Linked DNA regions of Mus musculus: all the other regions are linked to region 1. The links are chromatin contacts, called in public promoter capture Hi-C maps. All regions are on one chromosome and are shown on one strand. The core of a region is the stretch at or near the end of the contact, and the rest is flanking DNA. Distances in the headings are between cores, read along the strand shown.

Region 1 (2,700 bases), core at 47-2,546:
TCATCCATTCTTGTCTCATCATTGGAATCTTAGAGCACCTGCTACCTTCCCAATTCAGTTCTTCCATATAGAACTTACTCCCATCTACCACAACAGCCAAATTCACTCTAGCTTTGTCTTTTCTCATCTTGGTTGAGCTGAATCTTAAGTCCTATTTAACAGAGAACTGTGGAGATACCCTCTTCTACTTATCTGTTCTGAACCTACAGGTTCCAACTCCTTGGGGGATTGCCTAAAACTATCTGCATATCAGATATTTGCACACCAAGGTATTTTATATTTTTTGGGTTGGTTTAGCCAGAGAAGATGCATACAATGCTCAAGAGACTGAAGGCCCCAGGGAATGGGGAAGTCTGGTGGGATGGGGGGTAGGGGCTGGGGAATCCTATGGAGACACAGGGCTCAGGGAGTGGCTATGGGATTGGGAATACCCAGCGGTTGAATCAGGAGGGGATAAAACCTGGAGTGTAAGAAAAAGAAGATTAAATAAAAATTTTAAAAGAGAGAATAGAGGAGTGGAAACAGAGGTAGTCATGACAGTGGTCATTGTGACGAAAAATCAGCTGAAGAAATCCAGAGAACATCTGGAGCTGACACAGGGGTGTCAGAGAGAAAGTTACCCAGGGCTATGAGGAACTGAAGACTGAGATACTGCTGACTGACAACCAGGAACATTGCAGACAGCTGCCAATCCTTGAGGGTCAAGGACTAAGGCACCTCAGTCAATGAGCTGTGACACCAGCCACTCTCAAGGTGCCAGGATCACAAAGGCACTGTCTGTTTCCAACTGTCTTTGATCCACTGCTTTCAGAAGTTAATTATGAAAACTTCCAAATGCCAGGTTGGCAGTTGATGGTTAAATCCCAGAATAATAAGTCTCCAATCCAAAATCTCAGAGCCACAAGTCTCTGGCTTCTGAAGAGTTTGGCACTTGCAAACCCTGGGGATATTAGACTATTTCCTGGGTCTTGAGTACTTTACTACAATAAAAACTCCACCTTAGCTGTCCACGACTCCTATCTAAGTAGAGCAGAACCCTGCTTAGCTAGTTTTAACACCTTGGTATAGGTACACCATGCATGTGAGTTTTGTGTCTAGTGGCCAGTGTACATCCATTTGCTACAAAAGTCAAAAGGTTAGGACGTTCTTATTTAGTGAGATTTGTCAGAAAATCATGTGAGCCTGACTAAGCTGTGATTTTTTTTCATAGTGACCACAGTGTTTTCAGGAAGTTAAGAGGTTTCCCTAGCCAGGGAAATCGAAAATTAAGAACAAAACTGGGAGGAGTCCTGGCTGTTTCAGCACTGCTCACCCAAGGGAGACAGCACAGAGAGATAGCCAATGCTGCTCAAAAAACAACTCTGAGAGTGTCCTAATCACTAGTGCCTTCCTTTACACCCCACGCTTCAGTTTCTCATTTACTACCTGATCTACCTACCTACTCGAGCCAAGCAGGCCACTTCTTGTGTTGTTGAAGGTCTCAGGATCTGTACATCGCAGCAGAAATATCCAAGGAGGTGAGTTCTCTTTGTTTCTTAAATTTGTGGTCAGATCTATCTATGAAATATAAAGGAACAGAGAAAAAAATCAGTGTTGGGGGGTGAGGGGACCAGGGCTGGTCCCAGCTGCAATCACAGCGTTGAACCTGCTCTAGCTGGTTTCAAATGTTTCACTAGGAAGACAGCACATGTCAGAATAAAGGTGCCACCTCTACTCCTATGACTTTTCATGAGTTAGTGCTTATCAATGGTCTTCATTTATCTTCACTAGAGAAGACTTGGGAGCAAGGTGTTTGTGGTGAATGACTGTGTAAAAGACAAGACAGAAACAAGAAAAATGATAACTAAAATAATGTTAAATGAAAACCACACTTTAATATGAATATACTTTCCAGTTTTGTGAATATACAAAACTTGAGAACTCTCATTAGCCTGTAGAAGAAAATGTCCCACGTTTGTTAATACAGTTATTTAAATAGTGTCTTGACATTTTTATGTTTAGGTTTCCTCTTAGCTCCCTCTTGTATCAGATGTTAGAGTCAATATTTGTCATACTCTCCTCTTCATTCCATGCTGGAGGTGATTTCTAATGGGCTAAAGTTAATCTTGTTCATTGTTATTAATTTTTCCTAAAATTTTTCTAATATTTTTATCGTGTTTTGCCTAAGTTTTTAGTAGTTGAGATATGCATAAATTTAAAACCATAGTCATGATTAGTCAATGTCATTCCTGTTTATATATGTATTATTGCTTGTTATTATTACTGTTTGAAAAATAATTTCATTATCCAAGCCAGGTTTGCCTATAACTTGGCACATAGCTGAGGCCACCCTCATAGTTACAGTCTTTCTGCCTCTTCCTCTTTCTCTTCCTCTTCTGCCTCTGCCTCTGCCTCTGCCTCTGCCTCTGCCTCTGCCTCTGCCTCTGCCTCTGCCTCTGCCTCTGCCTCTGCCTCTGCCTCTGCCTCTGCCTCTGCCTCTGGAGGCCTTTAATCATAGACATCCACTACCATGCCCCTCTTAAATGTCTATGATTAACTTTGTATTTTACTATTTAATGTCATGAGAATGATGTAGTTATAAAACTAAAGTCTGTTATTATTTGGTAATTATATAATTAAAATTGTTTCATTTTCTTGGGTTGAAATTTTTCATTATTAAGTAGTGAGCCTCCAGGTTTTATGATAATTTCTTGGTTTTAT
Region 2 (2,700 bases), core at 36-2,535, 170 kb before region 1:
CTGTCTTTCATCTGCTGCTTTCAGAAGTTCATTATGAAAACTTCCAAGTACCTTGTTGGCAGTTGGTGGTTAAATCCCAGAACCACAAGCTGTTGGGAACTAAAAAGGGGGCCCAGGGGAAGAGAAAACCCACACCCCACCAGAATTTTACCTATTCTCTGGTCTGTCAGGTGTGGGAGAGCTGCCATACACTTTCCACTCAGCCCTGGGTGGGCATTCAAGCCTCTGACCCACTCTTCAGGGGGTGGCCAAGGGTCAGCCCTACCTGGGATCCCTTGAGCTACTTTGCTAAAGCCACCATGGTTATAGGAGAGAAGGATGGCAGAAGAGAGGTTCCCAAAACTTGCGAGAGTGAGGGTAGCAGATTTTGATGAGCAGAGACTCTATGGTTTTAGAGCTTTATTATAGAAATGCAGGGGTATAAGAGAGAAGCTAGAAAAAGAGAGAGAGAGGAGGGAGAGAGAGAAAAGGGAGGGAGGGAGAGGGAGAGAGAGAGAGAAGGCTAGAGAGAAAGAGTAAGAGAGAGAGAAGAGAGGAGAAGACAAAGAGAAAGGAAAGAGGAGAGAAGAGTGAGAGTTAAGAGAACAAAGGAGTAAGAGAAGAGACAAGTAAGATAGCAAACAGAAGCTGAACAGCCCTTTTTATGGTCTTTACTGTTGCTAGGTAACTGGGGAGGAGTTTAGCCTGAAGGTCAGAAGCTTGGGCCATTGCCTACATGACTTCTACCCATGCTTCTCTTGTGGGGTCTGTGGGGGGAGGTAACTTAGGCAGGAGCCAGAGTTCCAGCAGCATAAGGGAATGCCTACTGTGTCATGTAGCTGAATTATCACCCTTTGGAGTTCAGACCTCAGCTCAACTGGAGACCAGCCTGTCTGTGCAAGACCTCAAAACCACAATTCTCTGGCTTCCAAAGGGCTTGATACTTGTAAACCCTGAGTGTATTAGACTCTTCCCTGGGCCTTGAGTACTTTACTACAATAAAAACTCCACCTTAGCTGTCCAGGACTCCTATCTAAGTAGAGCAGAACCCTGGTCAGCTAGTTTTAACACCTTGATCTGGTTGTACCATGTATGTGAATTTTGTGTCTAGTGGCTAGTGTACATCCGTTTGCTACAAAAGTTGTAAGGTTAGGACTTTCTTATTTAGTGAGATTCATCAGAAAAGAATGTGAGCCTGACTAAGCTGTGATTTTTTTTTCATAGTGACCACAGTATTTACAGGAAGTTAAGATGTTTCCAAAGCCAGGGAAATTGAAAGCTATGAACGAAACTGGGAGTAGGCCTGGCTATTTCAGCACTCCTCACCCGAGGGAGACAGCACAGGGAGAGACAGCCAGTGCTGCTCAAGAAATGAAACAACTCTGAGAGTTTTGTAATCACTACCCTCTTCCTTTACACCCAACTGTTCAGTTTCTCATTTACTGACTTATCTGCCTACCTACTCAAGCCAAGCAGGCCACTTCTTGACCCGGTGAAGGTCTCAGGATCTGTACATCACTGCAGAAATATCCAGGAAGGTGAGTTCTGTTTGTTTCTTAAACATGTGATCAGATCTATCTGTGAAATATAAAGGACCATAGAAAAAAATCAGTGTTGAATGGTGGAGGACCAAGGCTGGTGCCAGCTTCACTCACAGCATTAAACCTGCTGTAGCTGGTTTCCGATGCTTCACTAGGAAGACAGCCGATGACAGAATAAAGATGCCTCCTCTATTCCTATGAGTTTTCATGAGTTAGTGTTTATCACTGTTCTTCATTTATCTTCACTAGAGAAGACATGGGAGTAAGGTGTTTGTGGTGAAGGACTGTGTAAAAGACAAGACAGAAACAAAAAATATTGATAACTAAAATCATGTTAAATGAAAACCACACTTTCCAGTTTTGTGAATATACAAAACTGAGATTCATATACAACTTGATAACTCACATTAGCCTGTAGAGAAAAATGTCCCACTTTTGTTAATACAGTTATTTAAATAGATTGTGGACATTTTTATGTTTAGCTCTCCTCTTAGCTCCCTTCTGTATCAGATGTTAGAGACAATATTTGTCATACTCTCCTCTTCATGCCATGCTGGAGGTGAATACTCATGAGGAAAGTTAAACTTGTTCACTGTTACTAATTTCTTCTGTAATTTTTCTAATTTTTTATCCTGTTTTGCCTAAATTTTAGTAGTTGAGATATGCATAAAATTTAAACCATAGTCATAGACAATATCATACCTGTTTAAATATATATTATTGCTTGTTAATGGTTCTGTTTAAAGAATAATTTCATTATCCAAGCCTGGTTTCCGATAACTTGGCACATAGCTGAGGCCAGCCTCAAACTTACAGTCCTCTGGCCTCTGCCTCAGCTTCTGTCTTTCCCTCAGACTCTGGCGCCTTGAATCATAGACACCCACTGCCATGACCCTCTTAAATGTCTACAATTAATTTTGTATTTTACTACATAGTACTATTTAATGTCCTGGGAGTAATGTTGTAAAACTAAAATTTGTTATTATTTGGTAATTATATAATTAAAATTGTTTCACTTTTCTTGGGTTGAAATCTTTCATTGTTAAGTAGTGAGCCTCCAGGCTTTATGATGTTTCTTGGATGGTCCTTACCTATATTAGCAGAGAATTTTGGTGTCTTTAAATTGCTCTTTCAGCATCAAATTTTTCTACTATGTTTAAATCCATCAAATAGTATTTTG
Region 3 (2,700 bases), core at 100-2,599, 200 kb before region 1:
CAGTAGTACAGACACCATCCACTATCCTACAAAGGAAGAAACAGTCAGTCAAACACTGCTTTAAGCTCTGAAGCTACCAGATGTTCAGCTTTTTTCCTTGAGTTTCCAAGGCTTCATCTGCTGGCACTACATAGCCCACAATCTGCTGTCTTTTCCCATTAAAAATCTCTCAGGGGTCATTTTCTTAATCACTTATAGAGGACAGTGAAGCTATAGTACAGAGGGCAGTTACTGCCCAATTACTTTTTTTTTTTTAAGCTGAGGTTGCAGTTGTATGTTTCTCATAACACTATGCTCTGGGAAAATATGGCCTAGGAACCACTAATGAATGAATGGATGCTTTGGAAAGTGCTTAAACCAAAAGTGATCCATCACAGATATTTCCCTATTCAGGAAATGTTCAAGCAAGTACTGTTGTGGTCTGCAGATCACAGCACAAAGCACCCAGAAACGGATCTCAGTTAAACAGGGCTGGTTTATTGAACACACACCCTAAGACTGATTGAACAGGGGCTCAGCTCAGATACAAGAGCTATTTTCCAGGGTCAGTTTATATAGGCAGAAAATCATAATGAGCTCATAAGCGGGTGAGGGGAGGGCTGTAGGGTGGTCAACCTTTTTCCAAGTCTTTTTTTTTTCAAGCTGTCCTCTATCTTTCTTTGCTCTGAGTGAAGGCTATGGATTGGTAATTTCTGATGATGATGACGACTATTTAAGCCTCAGAATATGGTCAACTTGACCTTTCTTTCAGTCAAACTTTTTCTTTTAATTTTAAAATGTTTTTATCTTCTTTTTTCTTTTTCTTTTTATTAGATGTTTTCTTTATTTACATTTAGGATGTTATCCCCTTTCCTGGTTTCCCCACTGAAGACTCCCTATCCCCTCCTCCCTCCATCTGCTCATCAACCAACCCACACTGGCTTCCTGGCCCTGGCATTCCCCATTACTGGCTGTGCCTACAGTCAAGCTGCTTTTGTGTCAAACAAGCTGGCAGGCATGAAACAAAAGTATTACAGCTAAGGTAGCAGGCTTCATCAATTCCAAGGAACAACAGACTCTGAGGAGCTCCCCTCTGACCACTTTCATATTGAACAAACAAAGAAGGGTGAGGTGGCTGAGTGACTCGCTTGTATCTCCTTGTGATTCATCTTCTTTCAGATGAGAGTGATTCCTAGTGACCCACTTGTAAGTCTACTAGACATAAAACATGCAGTGTTGCAATTTCTCTCTCTCCTGTGTGTGTGTGTGTGTATGCTTCTTTCTAGAAATTACATTAATAACAGGAAATAAAGTGCTCTATTTTAAGAGCTGGGGAAATCGAAAGCTATGAACAGTGCTGGGAGGAGCCCAATTTCATCTTAAGTCTCCCCAGGAAGACAGCACACTGTAAGACATCCAGCCCTGCTCAAGCTAGGAACTTACTTTAACCAGTTCTCTTGCCCCCCTCCCTGTTATTTTGTAAATACTACATTTTCTCAGCATTTAATGAGATTGCAATGCATTCTGGTGTACTTTTTTGAGTCATTTCTCTTTCTACTCAAAACAGAGAAACCCCATTTCCTGACTTGCTGAAGATTTATCATCTGAACATTGCTGAGAAATTTCACTGAGGTAAGTCTCTCCCCTTTTATATATAGAAGAGATAGCTCCATGAAACCCACAAGAACATAGGGGATCAGTGTGGTTCTTCCCAGTGGCTGGTGGGGAGAGCACAGATTGTTCAGCTGCCAGCAGGGCAGTGAACCTGCTGCAACAGGTTCTGATACCACATTCAGGAAGATGACAGCATCTTTCTTTCTCCATCCCTCGAGCTTGTGGTAAGAAAACATGAGCTTTGATTAGTGCAGGTTATAAAATTAGCTTCCTAAGTATAAAGTCAATAAATGGAAAACAAGAAGGCTTCAGTAGCCTGGGCTGGGCGGTGCACGGGAATCTGGTGGCTGGACTGAGTAAAAGACAGGTTAGTGATATAAAAATTTACTGTGATATAATATTCAGTGAAAACATGCATTTGAACAATGAGCTTCATCATCTGGTCTTATTTTAATATTAGACAGCATGAGAACTAGTGGACATGTGCAGTAAAACTTTCCTAAGAATCACAAATACAGTTATTCAAATACTTCCTGTTTCAATATGCATATGTAACTCTTTCTTTCTCTCCCCTTCAAAAAAGGGAGTAAGAATAGTATTTAGTCACTGAGAGAAACTTTTTGTCATCATGAAAGTTATTCTTTGTGATAGGCTAAATTTTATTTATTTTTGTTTTTATTTTGTTGTCATAAAATATAGGGACTATGAAGGTCAGTTAAATACAATCATTTCTGTTGTCTATTTTGTCTACTTTTAGGATATTTTAAAGGCTTTCTGTATCCTCTGGCATAGGACTCCGTGTGTACTCAAACTTTGTAATTTAAATGTCAATTTGAGATTTGTACCTGGATTAGACCTATCTTGCTAAGTTTCTCAGTTATCCTGCTCAAACTTTCCAAATTTTTCCAGATCTTTTTACCCTACTAACTTAGTAATGACTACACTGTCATATTAACTGTAAACCTGTGGGTTCTCCTTTTTATCTTTTTAAAAAATTTACAGATTTGTGTGCTCTCACAGATATTGAATGTATGTGATGTATATGTATGTGCATGGATACGTGTACTTGTGTGAAGATATATTCATGTTTCAATAGAGCTGTGAAAT

Evidence for each region. Capture Hi-C pulls out chosen DNA fragments and counts their contacts.
Region 2: a promoter capture Hi-C map of adipose tissue shows a contact between it and region 1. The contact joins the promoter of Ifi211 here to the promoter of Ifi207 in region 1. A contact is called at or near these places in 5 of 39 promoter capture datasets (the 3T3-L1 cell line, the C10 cell line, embryonic stem cells and 1 more), 1 of 15 datasets of contacts at CTCF or cohesin (the NIH/3T3 cell line), 5 of 484 Hi-C or Micro-C datasets (the C2C12 cell line, the G1E-ER4 cell line, bone marrow-derived macrophages and 1 more), 2 of 115 datasets of contacts at active chromatin or transcription factors (the NIH/3T3 cell line and heart atrium) and 2 of 9 other capture datasets (adipose tissue and liver).
Region 3: a promoter capture Hi-C map of adipose tissue shows a contact between it and region 1. The contact joins the promoter of Ifi203 here to the promoter of Ifi207 in region 1. A contact is called at or near these places in 5 of 39 promoter capture datasets (the 3T3-L1 cell line, 3T3-L1-derived adipocytes, the C10 cell line and 1 more), 1 of 15 datasets of contacts at CTCF or cohesin (the NIH/3T3 cell line), 2 of 484 Hi-C or Micro-C datasets (both in the G1E-ER4 cell line) and 2 of 9 other capture datasets (adipose tissue and liver).

Annotation. Positions count from the first base shown.
Region 1 is chr1:173,740,405-173,743,104 of GRCm38.p6, reverse strand. It overlaps Ifi207 (interferon activated gene 207), which reads left to right and starts at 1,296. Exons shown (of 8, transcript NM_001204910.1): 1 at 1,296-1,517.
Region 2 is chr1:173,911,631-173,914,330 of GRCm38.p6, reverse strand. It overlaps Ifi211 (interferon activated gene 211), which reads left to right and starts at 1,285. Exons shown (of 7, transcript NM_001033450.4): 1 at 1,285-1,517.
Region 3 is chr1:173,941,141-173,943,840 of GRCm38.p6, reverse strand. It overlaps Ifi203 (interferon activated gene 203), which reads left to right and starts at 1,349. Exons shown (of 10, transcript NM_001302649.1): 1 at 1,349-1,386; 2 at 1,547-1,611.